Regions from separate parts of the Sus scrofa genome. Here region 2 is linked to region 1. A link is a contact called in public Hi-C data. All regions are on one chromosome and are shown on one strand. Each heading gives the region's core, a stretch centred on a gene start, on an enhancer-like site or on the middle of the called end of the contact. The rest is flanking DNA. Distances are from core to core; before and after follow the strand shown.

Region 1 (6,431 bases), core at 1,181-3,680:
CTTCCTCTTTTCTTTTCCAACTCTGTCTACTTCACCTCTTTCTCTGTAACAGTATTGTAGTACTTGGAAAGCTTCAGGTTTAAATAGCCACATCTCAGCTCCAAATAAACATTTAGGTAGGGAAAAAAACCAACAACAACAACAAAAAACGACTTCACTGTACCTCCTTGGCTGCACTCTTGTAAACTAGGCTTCGCTGGGGGACACGATCTCACACGTAATAGGGTCTATCATCAAATTACCGGGAGGATTCAGATCTTCCTAGGAAAACGAATTTGGAAATATAAACACTTTTCCTTTCTTTTTACTTAAAAGCCGTGAAAGGAGAAAAAGAAACAATACATAGAAATGATCGGCACATTTTACCTTTAAAAGCTTTTGAACTCCATCAAAAGATACAAGTTGGAAGCAGAATTGACAGTTTTAATTCTACCCGTTTTCACCTGGCACGTCAGATCAGAGGCAATCATTTATTTTATTGGGGGTAGATGGGAAAGTCAGATAGAAAGCTTGAATCCACTGAAGTTTCTGTCCTAAAAAATCACGGGAGAAACTAAAGACGTTTATTGAAAGGCAAACATTCCACTGCTACGCACTTTCTGTCTAGACTAATTGATATTTATACATTCACATTCTGCCTAATTTTATGCTTTTAATTTTGTTTTCTAGGATTCCCTCCAAGACTGATAGGAAAGACAGGGCCACTTCTGGACTATCTGTGAGGATGTATTTCTTTCTATAACACTGAAGCACTTTTTATAAACCTTTTTATGTATTTAAGTAAATCTATTTGGACACAAAGAAAAGCTATACATACGAAGATAGCTTGGCTTTATGCCGGCAATCTCAGCATTGGGGAAAAAAATCACAATCCAACTGAAAAGCTTTACCATACCCAATCTTGGGGCGGGGGGGGGGGGAAGAAAGGAAAAAAAAATAAGAAAAGAAAGAGAGAAGCAAAGCAAAAGAAAGTTTCCTGCGTGCATCTGCATGTCTTCGTGTGCACGTTTATAAACATCTCGCAGTCCGTGTTTGCCTGTTACCTCCTTCCTGCACACACTTGAAGGCAGAGGCGTCGAGGGATCGCCCCCAGAGAGCTGTGTTTACTTAGGTTTTTTTAATCTCTCCGCCATGTATGACAAGTGTTACTTCAAGAAATTCATCAGCCTTCTATAGATACTTCCAGTTTTGCTGTAATGATCTGCAGAAGAGAACTGCCATCACTTTCTCACATCCCAAGTGTTGCAGGAACTCAGAGAAAGGGGAGAGTTCTCGGCTCAAACGCTTAATTACAGTGGAGGAGGGAGGGGCGCGAGGCGGGACCGAGGGAGGGGAGTGAGGAAAGTTTTTACCTGGCCAGTACCAGAAGGAAGCTGCTCATCCTAGCTAGCGAATATTTGGGAAAGGTAAGATGGCTTTTTTTTTTTTTTTTTTTTTTTTTTGGTAATGCCTTTGGGGAGAAGTGATACCCTTGTGTAACAATTAGCTCAGACAATAAAAATAATTGGAAAATCAGTTGGAATTTCTGAGTTTTTAATTACGTTTAATTTTGCACTAAGCCGGAAAATTACGAATGCCCCTCAATTAAACACACTCCTCTTGTAAAGCGTTTAACAACAATTATTCCTTAATCAGTCTGAATGTGAGTCACAAATGATGCTTTTCCACATCAAAGGGACGTCCTTTGACGTTACCTTTTAGTCATAAGAGGATTAATTCCTGTAATTAGAGGGATAAATATGTGCATAAATACATCTTTCACTCTCCTTTAAACACACACACAACACTTTCACTCTGTGTGATTAGTGGCCGGCTCTAGCAGGGTAAGGGTTTTTAATTGTCCGCTTCGGCCGGACACCCCTTGGCTGGCGGGCGAATCGAAGCGAGGCCACGCGGGCGCGAAGCACAGATCCCCTAGTGGGACACGCGCGCGCGCACGTGTGCACAGAAACGCACACACGGGTCAGGCGGCAGGTCCGAGGCTCGGGGTCCCCAGGCCCCCGCCAACCCTGGTGCGATCCTCGCCAGACAATAACCCTCCCCCATGCTCGGCCCCGCCCGGCGCGGCCAGAGAGCCCCCTGCCTGTGGTCCGCTTGGCCTGGAGCGCGGGGTTCCTGCACTAAGCCGAAGCTCCAGGTTGACTCTTCAGGCTACAAATAAAAATTGAGCATGACCTTTTAAAACTCCGGTGTGAATATCTCATTTACCTAATGACTTTATGTCACCTAGGAAGAAGGTCAATTTCCTCTTAACCTTTCCCCCGCTGCTGCAGTAAGCATTCTTCCCTAATCAATGGTGGCTGGAATAATCAATTCCCATTTTATGATCGCTGACAAACTCAATCTCGGAGCGGGGTGTGAGCGCGGCGCGGCTCGCTTGGGCCTGGACAGAGGTCTCTTCGGGTACATCCAGCTCCGCCCGGCGCCCAAGGAAGCTGCCCGCTCTGCCGTCGAGTTCAGAGAGCTTGGCAAACTTCCCTCCCCCAACCGCCGCGGTGAGTTCTGAGTTGTCACTAATCCGAACCTGATATTCACCAGAGCTCCTTCGGTCACCGACAATGCTCCCCGTTGCTGCTGCTGGGCCTCCCACCCGACCCTCCTCGGCTCGTTTTCATTTCAAAGTCTAGAGGCAGGGATTGCCCCAACCAAAGGAGTGCGTTTGCTTGCGTGCCTGTGTGTGTGTGTGCGTGTGTGTGTGTGTGCGCGCGCGCGCGTTTGCGTGTGTGTGTTTTAGTTTCATTTACATTTTAAAAATTATTTTTGCCTTCTTCGGCGTGGATCTCTCAGCTCTTTCACTCTGTCTCAGCCCGGCTCACTTTGCATAAACAAAGCAACAACAGAAGCTCAGAGTGGGTGGATTCGTGTGGAAATGAAGTCAACTGGCAGAGTTCTCTCTCTTTTCCTAGCTTCTTTCCTTCCCCCCTCCCTCTCCCATCTTTCCTTCCTCTTTTCTTCTCTTCTTCCTTCTCTACCACCCCCTACAATATTCATCCTAAAAGACAGGTTTTTTAGATATCACTTTATCCTTATTTTCCGTTCCCCAGTTTGGGGAAATTACCAGGAAAGTTACTAAATCGAAGCTAATTTGAAAGTGACTTTGGGATAGGTTCAACATTCTTGATCTTTCCAGGGCCTACATCGGAGCCCCTTTCACCTCTCAATCTCTCATAAAGCAGAGGTTGGCTCTTACCCTCACAAGGCTTGTTTGACAAGTAGGCACTCAGCACTGGTTCACCAGGGGCACTGGACTCTCTTTCCTTTTATTCTGCCCTAGCCCCATTCTCACTACCAAGACATGATGAAATTACTGATGATTATCAAGTAATCGAAAAACTTGCTTAGCAAGGGTTTGACCGCAGGCAAGAAAATCTCTTTTCTTGGAAAAGATTTCCTACACCCAGGTTTTTTTGTTTTTGTTTTTTGTTTTTTGTTTTTTCCCCAGACTTTTTATGATTAACTAGCTAGTTAAAACTAAGCCCCAAACTGAACATTTTCTCCTGAGAGTATTCACTCAGGTTTTGTTGATGGTCTTTGAAGAGTTAAGTAAAATGCTGCTCCCCCCAAAAGAAACTCAGCACCTTACTACTCAGGGGCTGACATTGTTACAATTGAGAAGTTTGTCAAACAATCAAAACTAAAAATGTAACTATTCTCCTTTAGCAGAATAAATGATAAATTGCTTACCCTGGTGTAAAAAACAAACAAAAAAGGCCTCTGAGTTCAAGATGAGGCATCTCTGGGTCAAAACACTCACTGTTCACTCAAAAGAGACTCCTTGGGTCCTGGTAGGAACAGAGGCAGCTGGCATTCTTGCTTTGGGCCTGAAGGCTCTAGAACTGTGACCTCTGAGAGGCAGTGAGAATGGGCAAGGTGCAGGACCCAACCTGGGATGGGCCAGGCCAAGTTCTCAGTATTGTCACTTCCTTTCTTGCTTCATTCCAGGAAGTACATTTGCAGCTCTAGTTGAATTAGATTCTGGATTTAAATGAGCGTTGAGGGCTGGTCCAGCCGACTCACAGTTTATAACAGCCTGGCTTTTAGAAGATTCATTTCATGGTCCCAACAACCGAAGTACAGACTTTCTGGGACATAACATGTTTAGGTCAGAAGACATTTGTGTAGGAAGAGTTCCCCATTACTAGGTGTCCTGAGTGGGACTTTCATCTCTATTTGACAGATTGGGGATGGGCCCCTTGACCTCAGATAATTACTACAGGGCTTTCCCCTTAAGCAAATTTAATTCTCACACAAGAAGTAATTAACAACCTCTGACTGCTCACTCTCTATGAGAATTTTCTTTCCTTTTCTTATTTTAAGGACCCTCATAGGGATATTGAATAATACGTTTAATATTAGTTTTTAGTTTCACTTCAATTAAATACCTTGCATTTTGCTTGCTCCTTCCACAGTTGATGGAACACATTTAGCATAGTCATGGGCTGTGTTCTCATTCTAGCACGTGAACTAGGAAATCCAACCATCAGCTTACTCCTCTCTTTACTTCCCACACTACTGCTAGGTTACTCATGGGACAAGGAAAATTCTTTGTGCTTAGTTTAGAGAGCATGTCGGAAGAAAGATTTTCTTTTTTAACAATAAAAAAATGTTACTCTCTCATCTGACTTTCTAACAATCTTGTCCCTACCAGTGTCTCTCTCGCTCAGGGTTATAAGTCAAAATTACATGTCAAGACATAAACTGTAAGTAGAGGAACAGGAAGAAGGGCCACACAGACCACTAGCTTTTCAAAGGTGACTGAGGTCTCTGCAAGGGTCATGTCCTAAATGGAAAGACATCTCTTTCAAGCATCTCTAAAAGAGAAGGTTGAATTAAATCCCTTCTGTGGCTGTTTCTGCTCCTGGAAGGACAAAAGAGAACTCCCTAGCAGATCAGTCAGGAATCCAAGATAGGAAGGGGGTGAAACCCGTTCTGTCCTATGCTAATTGTGTAATCTCAAGAAGCCTAACCTCTTCGAACCTCAGGAATCTCATGTTTAAAATCAGGATAACTACAACTTAATATTACTGGATATCTTCTGTGGCCCCCCCCAGATCCACTCTTTCCGTTCTCCACTTGGCTCTGTGATTCTGGAGGCTATTATGGATGGTTTCAGAATGCTACCTTGGCCTTTGCTTCCTGCTGGGTTTTCTCAAAGTGGGTACAGTGAGGTCAAGTGCTGGTCTCCAGGGTCCCTGTACACTGGCTGCATCCCAGCCACAGCACAAGCAGCCATTTTCACAGGGCTCTCTTTCTCTGGCTTCAGGTAACCACTTCCCTCCCCTTTACCAGCCATGAGGCACTGCATCATCCCTTGTGGTTTCCTAACACACAGCTCACACCTTTTTAATATAGTTCCTTTATGAAGCACTCCTCAAATTACACAATTTGATATGCACCATCTGTTTCCTGATGGACCCTGACTGATATACCTAATAAACTTGTTTGGATTAAAATTAAATGAGATAATGTATGTAAAGCACAAAGCACAATTCCTTGCATACAGTAAAAGCTTAATAAATAAAACTTTTTCTTTGCCATTATTATCTGCTGCATCCCTTACATTTTATATATGAGGAAATGGAGGCCCCAAGTGGTTAAGGTACTAATTCAAAGTCTAATTAACTCAAGATAGTAACAACCCTGGGACCAAGTCCCTGGACTAGCAGCTCTCAGTTCACTGCTCTTTCTACAGCAGCTTGTTGAGCAAAACAGATGGGGGAGGAGGGAGACCCTTTTGTCGTAGATGTCACAAAAAGGGTTAGATGCAGAGATGCAGGAGATAATAAGCATCTTTCCATGTAGCACTGGATTTGTCTCTGCTAAATTATTACTGAAATAAAGCATGATGTTGTGATTTGGAATCCAGTGATTTCACTAAGAATAGAATAGGTATGTTACAGGAGGAGCAATGTACGCTTGACAGGTTAAAAACAAATTTATGAACAAGTAATTGGAAGTTTTACCAGGAGGCATCATAATATTTCTAAGACATAGAAGTTATACCAGAATTAATGTTTAAATAAAGACTGATTTTTGGATTAGTAGTGCAGGTTAAATGTGAATTTTATAATTCCTAAAATACGCTACTGTGCCATGAATTCATGTACAGTCCAGACACCACAGACATTCTATAACTTGATAATACTAACAATGTATTAATTGTTGAGGTTGAGTTGGGTAGAGAGTATTGAGAGCAGAGGTTTTCCTGGGTCAGAATTGAGTCTTTTTTTCTTTTGGCCACACCCTCAGCATGTGGAAGTTCCCTGCTGGCCAGGGATTAAACCTGAGCCACAGCAGTGACTACGCTGGATCCCTAACCCACTGAGCCATCAGGGGAATCCCCAGAATTGAGTCTTAGCAAAGAGAAGTTTGTCTCAGTCCAATTACATTCTAGCCTTCCAGATCCTTCCAAATTATTGATATCAATTTAT
Region 2 (6,431 bases), core at 1,207-3,706, 610 kb before region 1:
AATAATACACAAATTAGCTAAGTGACGCTTTATGGTGTTGGTTTTGATTAACGTCAGGAACCCAAAAATGACATTAATGTAATGCAGATCCCAAAAGGCAGTCTGCCCTTTGACCCCAGACATACATTTTGTTTGCACCATCACCAAGATTAATCCTCCTCTGGATGAAGACGAGACAAAACTCTGGCCACTGGCAGTGTATGCCCGGCTGTTGGAAAACAAACCGCCTCAATTGCATTTGTTTAAGAAGGAAATCTTAATGCAGAGAAAACAACAGCGTTGTGTCATTTCCTATTGTCTAGTTAGGACAAAGATAAATGAGCAACTGTCATGATTTAGATCAACTGCTTTTCTGCTAACTTCCATTATTTGCGTATTTATGGAGCAGTGTTTAATTAAAAGTATACCTAGATGATATGAACCACATGATAAACTGATTGAAATTCCTTCTGCTTTCACTGTAAATGGTGTTTGGAAATCCAAACTGATTTTTATATGCATTTCATCCTACAGGACCTCTAAATGATGCATTTTTACTAACCCCAGGAGAGTGAAAAATCAATACCCTAGAAAATATTCTTTGTCTCTGACTTGAGTAACAAAGTGAAAGCACTAAAAGGAATTTGGATAAAGTAAACTTCTTTGCTTCAAAAGTGAGGCACCTTTGCAGAGAATGAGGAGGCTGATTTAGAAATACTTTTTGCAAATTATAGAAGAGAGTGACAGACACTCTACGTTAGTCACAGTATTGTCTATTGCTGCATCATCAACTTCTAAATTCAGGGTTAATCATATGACTTTATTAAGATCATGAACAGTTCCTTAATCACGATTTTCACAAATCCAAGTTGAGTACTGCATTTTTTAACCCTCCAAAGAAGTATAGTATGCTAATTTTTAAAGATGCAACCTTCTATTTTCCCCATAACAATTATTTATAGCTGAAAATTCCTAATGGTATACCATTTTTTAAAAAATAATTATAATAGTCCTTTCTTGATTAATTTGACATCTATTTATTTAGGCTATTTTTCAAAATGTTGTAAACCACAGCCCTGGCTAATGATCATATTCCATTTCGATAATGGAATAGGGAGAAAAGCCTTATTTTCATCCTTTTTTCCTATTATTCACATAAATAACTACCATTTGGATAATGCTTTATGGACAAAAATATATAATACATAAAGCAATGTAAAATGTGAAATAAATCCACCAAAATTGGAAAGGAAAATCACCAAAATTATTTTAAAAAATGTGTATTTGATTAAAAAAAGAGGAAGTTGAATATCTTAAAAGATGATTTTACTTGCTATGGGTATACATTTTCAATTATAATACTTCTAATCTCCATCCCTCTCCCCCTAAAAAAAAAATAAGAAAGCAGACTGCCTTACAACTGCTTGTCATAGCAATTTAATTTTGAAAAATGCCTTGTCTGTCCCCACTTGCAATATATTTATCATATGACTTGGTGTATATATATATGTGCTATTTAATATTATAAAATAATCTATTTGAAGAGGCTCAGGTTTTTCTTTTTATCTGTTTAAATTTATTTTAAAATCAAAAGCAGCTATTTTAAATAGACGTAGTATCAGTTGCACCAACTTTCACCAGCACACAAACCCATTGGAAAGCAAACTGAAATTTAAGGGGCAACAGGGATTCCTTATAGAAGTCATATTTTCAGTCAACCTAACTAAACCATAAATTGAGATTACAACAATAAATTATTATTTTATTATTTTGGCAGGAATAAGTACAGCACTGAATTTTGAAAGAGATTTTGGCTTAATTCATATGTTAAATTGGTCAAGCTAAACCAGTCCTAGAAGAAATTGAAAGTGGCCTTACATTAGATAGAAACCCACATTAGGCACTCACCACCAAGCTAATTAGTAATCAATAAATTTATTATGGAAATTCAATTCCTTTACACCACTGCAAATCCTAAAGAACAGGATGATTGAAACCTTCAAATTAAAAAAAAAAAATCCATCAGTGACAATCTTTTAATCAGAGGCATTTATAACATGGTTTTAATGTAGCTGTAGTAACATCTTTAACTAGTTAAAAATACTCAGCAAGCTATAAAACCACTTTCTTAGATGAGTCCTCTGTAGCAAACTGTTTGAAACCTCCCAAAGTGCCTTCATCTGTATTTTTTTTAGCAGTTGCGATGAATATTACTTTTAGTCCAAATGTATTATTTTCACTTTTCAATTTTAGGCAGGTTCAGAGGGAGCAATCTGTCAAGCCATAATTTTATAGAAATCTCTTTTTCAGGTTTAAACGTGTGGTACACTGAATTTTAATAAGCTCCAATAGTTGTGCCAAGTTACTTGTTGTTCTAAGGAATTATTTCATGCAAATAAAGAAGCGGCTGTGTGGGAAAGCATGTTTTCTTAAGTGTTTAATCGGACATTTCCATCCCACAAGACTTGGTAGACGTGTTTTTGCTTTGAAAACATATCTTATCAGGGTGGTTGGTGTAAAATTCTTGTCTGTTTTCTTACCTTTGAATTTGAGCTCTATTTATAAGACTCAGCTGAATGATGTCTACAGCTAAGGAATTTCCTTACCAGGGAGTTTTACATGAACACGATTAATGAGAAAAGTACCACGAGCCATGGAGCAGGGTGTCAATTTAGGTTTCCTGTACAGGCTAACCTTATCAAAATGTCCCCCTGTACATGGGAGAAAAAGACGTGACAACGTGGTTAACTATGTATCTGCTTTTATCTTGCTAATATTTTCCTCTTGATAGAATATCTTTCCAGAATAAACAAAAGGAGGTGAATTCTTCATTCCTTATTTGTATATGCAAGGGAAATGGGGTCCCTTTTCCCTGTGGAAGGCACTGGCCTTTCTCACATGGAACAAACTGCTGGAGAAACTTGGTTTAGACGAAATGCAAATATTTAATCCTCGAATCTATATTTTGAAATATAACATGGTATTTTCTGTAAATCTCTGTGTGATGACATATTTCATAACATTACATAAGGTTTTCCATGCATTTTTACTCACAGAAGAACAGTTTGCAGAAAATCACAACATTGTACTATACATCTCCAGCAAGTTAATTTTCACTTTAATGTGATATACAGTTTATGGAAAAATAATAGTTATTTAGGCATAACAGCACTTACCTGTTGCTGTGGGAAAATTCCTACCCTCAAAAATGTGCTTTTACTTCAGTTATTATTAGCAGGCTGTACCAGTGCCTGAAGATTTTTATAAACAGAACCTTAAATCTGCATGTTGGTTGAGGGGCTTCACTTTTTCAGACAACTGCAGATGAAGCAGCACGACATAAAGTCAAATCCAGAGAACATTCCTATACATGCCTCAACTTTGGTGTTTTGGTAACTGCCCTATGGAGACTGTCCTTTATTAAGACTCTTAATGAGTGTTCTGCCTGTATTTTTCTACCAAGAATGTCAAATAAGGTTTGAAAGCAAATGTAAACTGTCATGCAAGTGACACACACTAAAAATAGCCCTATAAATCTGTTCATTTTGTTTAGAGAGTCTCCAGAGTTGTAAAAAGTAGGACTGCTCAGCTTTATTATTTGTTTTGGAAAGACTAATTCTGTAGAGAATAGGCCACTGATAATGCTAGATTACATTAGAGAAGATTTATTAAGACTGTCTCTAGATTTTGTATTTTAAAAAAAAAGGATATTTTTTTTTCCCGTCCTTATTCTCCAAATAATCTACGAGATAAACTGGATGGAACCTAGAATGGCAAAGAAATTTGCCCATTTAGTCATTAGAACTAAGATTTTGAAAGGATCACACTTCTCTAAAATGAAATTAATTAAAATTTCTAATAGAATGCTCATTCCTATTAACCTGTCAAATACGTTGTTTCCAGTGTTTCCAATGACAGAGTAACAATATTTATTATCCAACATACCATGAGTTTTTAAAAATAACTCCAGAAGAACATTTTTAGAACATTTACAAGCCAAATAGACAACTAAAAACACACACACACTCAGACACTTCCCTGTGAAAAATAGCTTTTTTAATTTATAATGTTTGATGGAGGATGTGTTTTTAGGAAACCATGTAATCTGAATTTGAGGTATGGGGTGATGGAGTAAACTTGAAGGAGGGAGCATGAGTCTCCCATCTGTCAAGGAGGTTTAAAAAAGGACTTTATCTCTTCTCTTGAGAAAAAGTTTAGGAGTTTAAACTCTTCCTTTTCCCTTTCCTTGTGATAGTCAATAGAATTTCTTGGACTGGCTGGATGGCTTTGCATTTCAGCCAAGATTGATTGCAATCTAAGGCTTTGTTTTTGGATATCTTATCCCAATGGAGGCGTGTATAAACAGACGAAATGACTAAATTGGGCAGCAATCTGACCTTCCAGAAGAGAGGCAGTTCAAAAACTCTACCAACTCTTCTTTGAGGAAACAAGAATATTGTTACTTAACAGAATCTTACAGTTTAGTTGTTTTTCTTCCACATGGCCAAACTGTACATGGAATTATTAAGAGGAGTTTTCAGGGCTTCGGGCCTCCTTTCCCCCCACCACCACCCCAAGTTCAGAAAGAAAAAAAAGTGTTGCTATTCATGTGATAATTGTCAAAACCATGATAAGTGCCAAACAAGACAGTGCCAAGAAATCATTAGTTCAGTGTACGTCTTGGATTTCTGTAATGTTCAGTTAATGGGCCAGATTTCATCAGACCTTTTTTTTCTTGTTAAGTTCTTCTCGGTTTGTTTATGGCCATCTTTTAAGTAATTGTGTACGTCAGGCTCACAGTGATTCTGCGTGAGTTAAATATTTCAAAAACCTGAAATACTGCTTTTGACAACTTTTTACATTCCATTCTCATTACTTATATTTTGGCATGCTAATTCAGAAAACCAAAGTGCTGCACTGAAAAATTTACCGGCCCCATCACAGCCAAAACTTATACCTCAAGCACATAAAACAGAGAAGGAAAATAAAATAACCAACTATCTCTAAATCTTAAAAATAACTGTGATGCATTTAAAAGAAAGTTAACACACAGAAACATTTAAGAACATTTTTTTAAAAAGCATCATGTTATTTGTTGATATAAAATCTTTTCCATAATGCGTCAAACCCATAAAGTTTTATTGTCTCTTCCTACATAGTTCATAGAAAACCATCACCATGAAAACAGAAAATATTACAATGATAGTAATCAACCAGGACTTGGAAAAACAAAGGAAAAGGAATAGTACAATTTTTGTTTGTAAACCTATTGACATAAATAGTCTGACCTGTCACAAATTACCTTTCAGCTACCGTATGTTATGTATAGACCAGTCAAAACTGATAACATTTTGCTTTCATCAGTTTTGTGTTAAATTCTGAAAACCTGAAATGTTTATTGTAGTGAGGTAACACAATGAATCTAGCAAGCACCCATCCCCTGTACATGTTTACTTGGGTAAGAATTCATAAATGGGAAATGTTTGGACTAACAACAAGGTTATTGCTTCTAAAAGGCAGTTCATGGGTTGTTTAATAGTATTTTAAATGTCTGCTAATGAGAGTCACCAAAAAAAAAAGCATAGAAGAGTAGAGAATTGGTTCCAGAGGCAATCACACAGTAGTCAGGAAGATTAACATGCCACTAGGGGACAGCAGAAAGTCACAGAATGAGGTAGTGCCAGGGAGACCAGAACAAAAGGCTTTTCTTTGTCGCGAGTGAGAGAGAAAGAGAGAAACTAAGATGTATATCCAAACCAAAATCTTGTACAAGTGAAATGTTCATAACAGTATTTTTTAAGCAGTAAAAAAAATATTTGCAAGGATCTATTTTTAGATTGCTAAGCCCTTTGTACCAGAATGTTGTAAAATATACTATCATCTTGGCAAAATAAATTCAAATATGGACCATCTATTTTCTGCAGTTGAGAGTGAAGGAAAGTTTTAAACAACAGAAAATAATCGTGAATTGCAAAATAATTAGACCTAAACTATCAGTGACAAAGTACAGCTGTGAAATACTGAAAATTTGTTCAACAAAGCTAAACATACGCAGAACCCATTCCATTTTCAAAGAGGATTATCTGAAGAAATAAAAGTAACTAGAAAATTGATCAAACTAACCAAATATTCTAGAAATCAAGCTGTTTACCCAGAACAAAATATAGTTGCAGTCTTTATGCACAATGTTGATTATTGGTTTGAATTGCAATTGTTGTTCCAGGGGACTGGAAATTTTAACCTCCACAATTATTTTAAAAGCTAATGCACATCCTCTAACAATTCAACTTGCTGAAACGGTCATTTATATTTCTATCTTTATACACCTAAGCATCACTTTAAGTGCAATAGATTCTGTAATCTCAGGTGATTTCCCTGTAAAGCAACACTTTTATCAAATGAAAACCAATCTTAGATTCTAAATTTGTAAAATTCATGGATCACATTCTTTT

The links. Hi-C and Micro-C count contacts between places; a contact is called where the count stands out from the background.
Region 2: a contact with region 1 is called in a Hi-C map of fetal heart ventricle, with 7 times the contacts expected there. The contact joins two enhancer-like sites. A contact is called at or near these places in 1 of 5 promoter capture datasets (liver) and 7 of 47 Hi-C or Micro-C datasets (alveolar macrophages, brain, embryonic fibroblasts and 4 more).

What each region holds. Positions count from the first base shown.
Region 1 is chr1:133,999,705-134,006,135 of Sscrofa11.1, reverse strand. No RefSeq gene overlaps it. Among named protein-coding and RNA genes, the nearest start is that of MEIS2, 11 kb to the left of the region's middle. Within about 2 kb of position 2,430, at least 27 of the 83 cell types and tissues checked have an H3K27ac peak or open chromatin away from gene starts, as enhancers often do.
Region 2 is chr1:134,606,801-134,613,231 of Sscrofa11.1, reverse strand. No RefSeq gene overlaps it. Among named protein-coding and RNA genes, the nearest start is that of C1H15orf41, 71 kb to the right of the region's middle. Within about 2 kb of position 2,456, at least 7 of the 83 cell types and tissues checked have an H3K27ac peak or open chromatin away from gene starts, as enhancers often do.